2 separate regions of the Zea mays genome follow, and region 2 is linked to region 1. The links are chromatin contacts, called in public Hi-C maps. All regions are on one chromosome and are shown on one strand. The core of a region is the stretch at or near the end of the contact, and the rest is flanking DNA. Distances in the headings are between cores, read along the strand shown.

The links. Hi-C and Micro-C count contacts between places; a contact is called where the count stands out from the background.
Region 2: a Hi-C map of tassel shows a contact between it and region 1, with 3 times the contacts expected there. The contact joins the enhancer-like site here to the promoter of LOC100382506 in region 1. A contact is called at or near these places in 7 of 25 Hi-C or Micro-C datasets (bundle sheath, ear, endosperm and 2 more) and 1 of 3 datasets of contacts at active chromatin or transcription factors (leaf).

What each region holds. Positions count from the first base shown.
Region 1 is chr9:15,894,354-15,897,808 of Zm-B73-REFERENCE-NAM-5.0, forward strand. It overlaps LOC100382506 (vacuolar proton pump-like protein), which reads right to left and starts at 1,993. Exons shown (of 8, transcript NM_001357030.1): 1 at 1,651-1,993; 2 at 1-202. The coding sequence starts at 1,888.
Region 2 is chr9:15,990,251-15,993,648 of Zm-B73-REFERENCE-NAM-5.0, forward strand. It overlaps the pseudogene LOC103637996. Among protein-coding and RNA genes, the nearest start is that of LOC103637999, 87 kb to the right of the region's middle. Within about 2 kb of position 1,786, at least 19 of the 20 cell types and tissues checked have an H3K27ac peak or open chromatin away from gene starts, as enhancers often do. A contact at or near this core is called in bundle sheath, ear, endosperm and 2 more, where this site is marked.

The sequences.
Region 1 (3,455 bases), core at 743-3,242:
ATGGCTCCAAGCAAGAAGGACACAGTGCTAAAGAGTGCAGTGAACAGCGCAGGCTTGCAGTACTTGTCCTTGCTATATGTGCAGGGCTGGCTCTTCGTGCTGAATCCCTCAACCGAACCAAGGAAGAGGAAGATCACAACAGCGAAGATAGCCATGAAGATACCAACATATTGGTACTCGGTGAAAAGAAACGATGTTGCTCCTGTCCATAAAAGAGCAAGAGTTTTTTTTTAGATGTCAATCATATGGTTAGGATCACTAGGATGTAAATATAAAACCACACAAGGTTATATTGTGCTGCAAATTCAAACTGTGTACAATACAATGGTACAATAGTAGATTCAGAAAGAATGTCAAAACCTGTCCAGTTTATATTTGCAGTATCAGAAAATAAATAACGGGTGATTAATAGACTGAAGCATCCAACATCCATTTGTCAACCACACAGGTAAGCAGCTAACTCATGGACCCCCAACCAGGTAACTCCAAAAGTGCTCATCTTCCTGTGTCGCCGTCTCAATCATAGAAAATAGCACATGCACATCGGGTCAAAGATTGGTGACCCGCTTAAAACAAAAGCCCCACATATCGGACAAGTATCTGATGAGCACTAGGGCCATCCATGCTGATCTAAATGGGAAGTTCAAAGGTCAGTGAACAAACGACACGTGGGTGACAGATGGCAGAGAACCCCCACCCAGGAACTTCCAGGTCCAGATCTACTTACCAAATGGTGCTCTGCCTAACTTGCTACGTGTTTGCATAATCAATTTGTGACAGATCCGTCACGCACCTTCCATTACCGAGTTTTAGTCTAGAAGAAAGGCGCCAGGCGAGATCGGGCCATGTCAACTGAAAGCTACACCTTTTACTGCAGCACCGACACAGGGCAAGAACACGGATAGGCATTAAAAGACAACTTCAATAAAGCCTAGATCCACCAGCTAAGCTACTACAAGCATCCAAAGCCAAAGCCCACACTCATCACACGTCCAAGAGGTGGGAAAAAGGAATTGTTTGCCAGCCCTACTTGGGGCCCGTGAATCGAATACTAGCAAAACAACAGTAGCACATCACATGAGCCACCCTTGAAAAAAATCCACAGTTGGGACGGTGCCAGTAGTGAACAAAAATATATCATAAAAAAGTACATAGTTTGAAGGGTTTGAAGGGGGGAAGGGATACACCAATTGTTAGTCCCCAGAGGTACCGAGCCCCCACCCACCCACCCCACACAGACATAGATATTTGTCTTCCATTCCGAAAAAATCATGCAACCTGAAACTCGCTTCGGTCCTAACAAAATGATGATTTTGTGCTACCTAGACAGTTGCTACGGTCCCGGAAGAGGGTAAAAATAGAATGGCATTCGAGCTCACCCAGGCATCCGCAGCCTAATAATAGGAACTTCACCGCCAGATGACCAGATCAGCGTGAAACCCACTAAATAAACGAACGGGTAGCAAAACTCCGGACCTTCTACCCCCCGCAAAGATCTCACCCACTCTTAGAGAAACGTGTGCATATCCTATTAACAAACGACGGACACTAAAAAAACATAATCCTCGCCGGAGCAGCCGAGAAACGCGTGGATCTAGGCGGACCCAGCATCGGCCCCAGATCTGAGGAACCCCCGGCGGGCGGCCTCACCTTCGGAGATGGCGTTCTGGATCTCGGCGCACTTGACGACGACGTTGTGGTCGTTGAGCCCCTCCTCCTCCTCGATGAGGGAGTCGGCGTAGCCGGCCTTGCCGCCGCTGCCGCCGGACGCGGCCGGGGAGAGCTTCACGCGCGACACGACCACCCACTGCACGACGGCGAAGGCGATGCCGATGACGGCGGCGACGGGGATGAGCACCTCGGTGGCGAGCGCCGAGAGGATCGCCATGGCGGCGACCGAACCCTAATAACGGACGGACGGACGGACGGACGCGAGGGCGGCGGCGGGGTGGGGGAAGGGAGGAGGCGACGCGTCTCGCTCTGCACGCTCTTCGCCTGTGCTCGGGGCGCGTGCCTTATATAGCGGGGAAGGTGCGTCCGGAGGAGGGAGTGTGGAATGGACGGAGGTGGCCAGGAGAGAGAAGAAGGGGGGGTGGGTCGTGAATGCAGTTAACTTGGAAGGGTTAGGTGTGAAAGTTGCAGGCCTTGCTGGTGCGGTGGGCCCGGGATGGCAGGTGGGCCCAGGAGATAAATATCTTTTAGCTTATCTCCGTTATTTAGGGTTATAGGCATAGGCATGGAAAGATCTGGATCAAGTGAGTGAGCTTGCACTGACGTGTCATTTGCCTTCAGCATTGGATAAGCTAATGATCTTCTTGGATACTGCATTAGCGACGGGGTGTTTGGTACTAGTTGTGTTTAGAACCTTGCGTTGCTTAGCAAGCTAACTTGTCTGGGCAAGCTAGCTTTTCCTCGTCGTTGAAGCGGACGGGCGGCCAATTCGGCTCTCCCGCGCTGGCAAGGCGAGCGGACGGAGAAAGCTACCACGTTCTGCGATTGGAGGCTGGCCGACGGGTGGGCCTTCCTGTACTATTTCAGTCACGACATGCATGTCGTTGTGCTATTTAAATTGTCCATGGTTATATTTGCTGGCCAAGCTGAGCAAGATTAGGCAGCCTTACCATGCTAGCCTGTGCTGCTAAAAGAACCAAGCACCCCCCAACGTGCTTACTCTGTCTTTTTTTAGGCATGAGCGAGCAATGGCGAATTTAGCAAAGAATGATGTCGGAATAGGGTCAGCTTCATTATATGATGCAATGTTTTTTCAAACTTTAGTGTTTTATTTAAAGATTTATAAATTTTATCGGGGTCAACTGACCCCAACAAACACCCATATGGCCATATATCCACTCCTGCCAGCGAGCGGACGATGGCTCAAGAGAGGTGGCAAACTCTTATTCTTAGGCTATTTTGAACCATTCCCCCTCCTAAATCCCTACATTCATAATTTCTATTTATATTTAAATATCTATCTCCTCAAATATCTGTCCCTTATTTTTCCTCATATCCAATCATTTTCCTATTCAAGTCCCCTTAACCCTGGGTTATTTGACTTTTATACATCGGTTTTTGGAATTTTAAATGATTATACAATTTTTTGTAGTGTTATAATACATATTGTTATCTGCTAAGTAAATCTAAAAATTAATTTTGTAATTATTATAGCTGATTAGCGGAGAGGGGGTGAGAGCTCTCACCGAGAAGAGCGTGAGGGGGGAGGGGAGCCGTTGGACGCTCACGGGGAAGCCCAGCTCACTGGCCAGGGGCTAGGGTTGGAAAATTAGCTCGAGGCTCGCGAGCCGGCTCGAGCTCGGAGCGGCTCGCGAGCCTCAAACGAGCCGAGCTGAGCTCCTGTTTCGAGCTCGTTTTTGCAGCGAGCCGAGCCGAGCCGGCTCGTTCCAGCTCGCGAGCCTTGCAAAAATGATCAATTTATGGAATAATAATGAATATTAGAT
Region 2 (3,398 bases), core at 536-3,035, 96 kb after region 1:
TAAGAAGACCTTTCTCCTATAGCTGGCTCACTGATGCTTGACAGGGATCTTCATCCTACTGCTAGCTAGGTCACTGATGGTGCTGGTGCTTTAATTATTTATTTATATAATTCAGTGGTCGTTGCACATAACAAAAACCAGGCCCCTTTTCTGTTGTAAATTGCGTACCAAGTTACATTTGAGATCGAAGTTGGCTAATAAAACCACACACGCATGGCCCGCTTCTTTATATACGCAACGTTGATACATTGGTTCCAATTCTCTTTCTCTAAATTTTTTAGAGCTAAAGCTCTGAATAACTAGTCTAAAGTTCACCGGTAGCATCGTCGCTCACCAGAAACCCTTTCATTGACCTACCTAACGGTACTTTGTTTATACGACTTGAGTGTATTTTTAAGGTAATTTCTCAACAGATCCTACCACTTTGCGCTTAATAAATGACGATCATCATGCATGTGAGTTTCCAGTGTGCTGCATTAGTGCAATTATGGTGGGTTATTGGTGGCCGTGATGCAATAGGGATGGAACCTGACGCAATAGCACATCCTTTTCTTTTTGTACACACCGGTCGAAATAGGAACGCGTCAGTAAAAAAATCGGTACCTAAACAAAATCGGACCGGCTCTACATCATTATATGGGGAGTGACGCAATAAAACAAGCAGCATAATGTGTTAGAGACACTCTATTAGGTACGGCGTATCGAAATTCTACGAAGATCTATGGTAGAACAACATAATTAATTGAGGACCCTTCCTCTCGTCTCCAAAGAGGACGGAAAAGGAGAAGAAGGAGCTCGATAAACATGTTCATATGTCGAAACTCGTGTAAAACATGGACACTGACCTTCGGAATCAGAGAGATTCACGGAAAGGAGGGGGGGGGGGACACAGGTGCGGTCGTGCGGAGATGCAAAAAAACGCCGATCGTTGTCAGCGGCGACAATATTCATCTATTTATATGGTTAAGATGCATGAATTACAACCGTGTGATTCCAATGACACATAGGATTGTCACATATCTGAGATAGGAGAACAATTTCGTCCTTTTTGTGCCCTGGACGTGTCGGGCGTACGACTTGTCTGCTTACCGGAAGGCTTCGGCGCTTTTTGTCAGTCTGCTGCTTGGACACAGCTACCATGCGTTTCAAATCTGATTTAGTGCGTTTACTAATAAACTACTAGGTAAACCTCTGCTAGTTTGTTTGTACCAGCAAGAAAAGAAAAAAAAAGACTTGGTAATCAATCTGTACACGAACATCAATGGACACACAGCTACAAATGCGTGTTACACTTACAGCGCGCCCTGTTTTTGCCGGAAAAAGAAAAGAAAAAGATTAAGTGCAGTAGTGTGCTCCAAACTGAAAAGCATTCTTGCTGCTAACAGCTAACTAATAATGAAACCCACATCCGAAAACCATCAGAGCAGCACAGATGATCTGGGCAACCATATGATCCCCCCCTACCGCGCGGTATATGCGCTGAAACGTCGAGCTCGATCCCGTCGCTCACGCTAGCGCTACTACTTTTAGTTTGCACGTCGTCTCTGCTGTCTGCTGCCAAGCCATGCATGTGGTGGACAGGTGGAGGCTCTCAAACAAAGACCGACCGACACTGGACAGCTTGGGATACCAGCGTCGCATGGGGGAGGGGGCGTCGTGGGTCGTGGCGACCGACCGACGACCGACGTGACGCGCGCGCCACTCGCGTCCCGCCAAGGCCGCGCGGCCGCGGCGCGGGCATGATTGGGCTCTCGGTTGGTGTGGAGTCCGACCGGTCTGGGCCGGGGCGACGGCAGCTGCTTCAGGTTCCGGTGCGGCGCGCGTGAACTGTGGCGTCGCGTCGCCCGCGCGGACAGGACAGGGCCACGGAACGGAACCGATACGGCCGGCAATCATAATAACTAGCTTACTTAATAGCCCCGGCGGTGATCCGATCGGCCTTTGCGCGGCCTCCCGGCTTCTTCCTCGCCTGTGCCGTGCGCCGCGTCCGTGTCCGGCAGGCCGTGCTGCGGCAGTCATAATATCTAGCGAGGTGTTTTCGGGTCCCATCCATCCAGACATGAACACCACCACGGTACTTGCGGCGAGGCCGCGAGAGGGATAGATGGCGAATCGGTAAGCCCTGGGTCGTATGGTCTTCTAATGGCGGCGTTTTTGTGTGCACGTGTCATCGTTCGTGGTGCAGCCCCCATGCCACGCCACGCCAAGCCACCGGTGGACAGCGCAGACGGTGTCGTGGACCGGCTTATCATTGTTTGTTATGCCGTTCTGGTGGAGGCGTCATCTGCGCCTGTGCGGGGGCGCACAGGCAGCCCGCAGCCAGGCACACGCACACACGGGCGCGTGCGTGTATTTAGGTCGCCCACGTCGGTGCTGCTCCCGGGGGGATTCATAGGACAGATGCCATCGGGCCTCGGCATATCCCCCGCCGTCGGGGGTCAGGAGCGCGCCCACCACACCAGCATATTCCACCGGAGCTGCCTGTGCCTGCCGTTCACAGCGCAGCGCAGTCTGCCAGCGGTTGCTTCCAGCTGTTCGCGGTAGCGGAGTTACTGCGAGACTTACAAAAGATATCTGACACAAGCACAAGAATCGGGAGAGTCTATATTTATTAGTCCCTGCTGACCAGTAATATGACATATCTTGCTCTAAGGTAACGAGACATTGAAATGGCTCCTGTAACCTTAGGGGTGTTTGGTTCTGTGGACTAAAGTTTAGCCCGGGTCACATCAAGCGTTTGACTTTCAAATAGGAGTATGAAATATAGACCCAACCAATTGTACTAGATTCGTCTCACTTTTTAATCTTCGGCTGAGAAATTAGTTTTATAATCCGACTACATTTAATACCCCGAACGGAGGTTCAAACATTCGATGTGATAGGAGCTAAATTTTAGCAGGGGCAAACCAAACACCCCCTTAGTCATTGTCACAAGAGATATAACTACATTTTAGACTCTGTTGTTGAGATCGGATAGGATTGCAAAAAAAAAAATAAAAAAATCAGTAGAGATTTTGACTTATTATAGATTTAAATCCGTCTCATTCACTCCAATCCACGAAAACGAATAAGCCATTAGTATGTGTTGGCGCCAGTCTGGCGCCAATCAGTGCAATGAGTACCGGTAGCGGCGCTCTCTACGGAAGCGCGGACGGTCCACGACCTGCGCAGAGGTTAGGGTTTCTGCCCGACGAGTTAGATGGTCCGCGCGTGCGTATAGACGACGGAGTTCACCAACAGCACTAGGATCTCGGTCCTAAGAGGGACCCGTCGGGGAGGAGAGGTCTTAGGATTTGTTTTGGGATCGACAGACCATCTAAGACGCCTCTAAACGACGTAGATTCGAACTAAGAGACAAACAAAACAATGCTTTCGTCACGCAGCCGGGGAACTGAGAC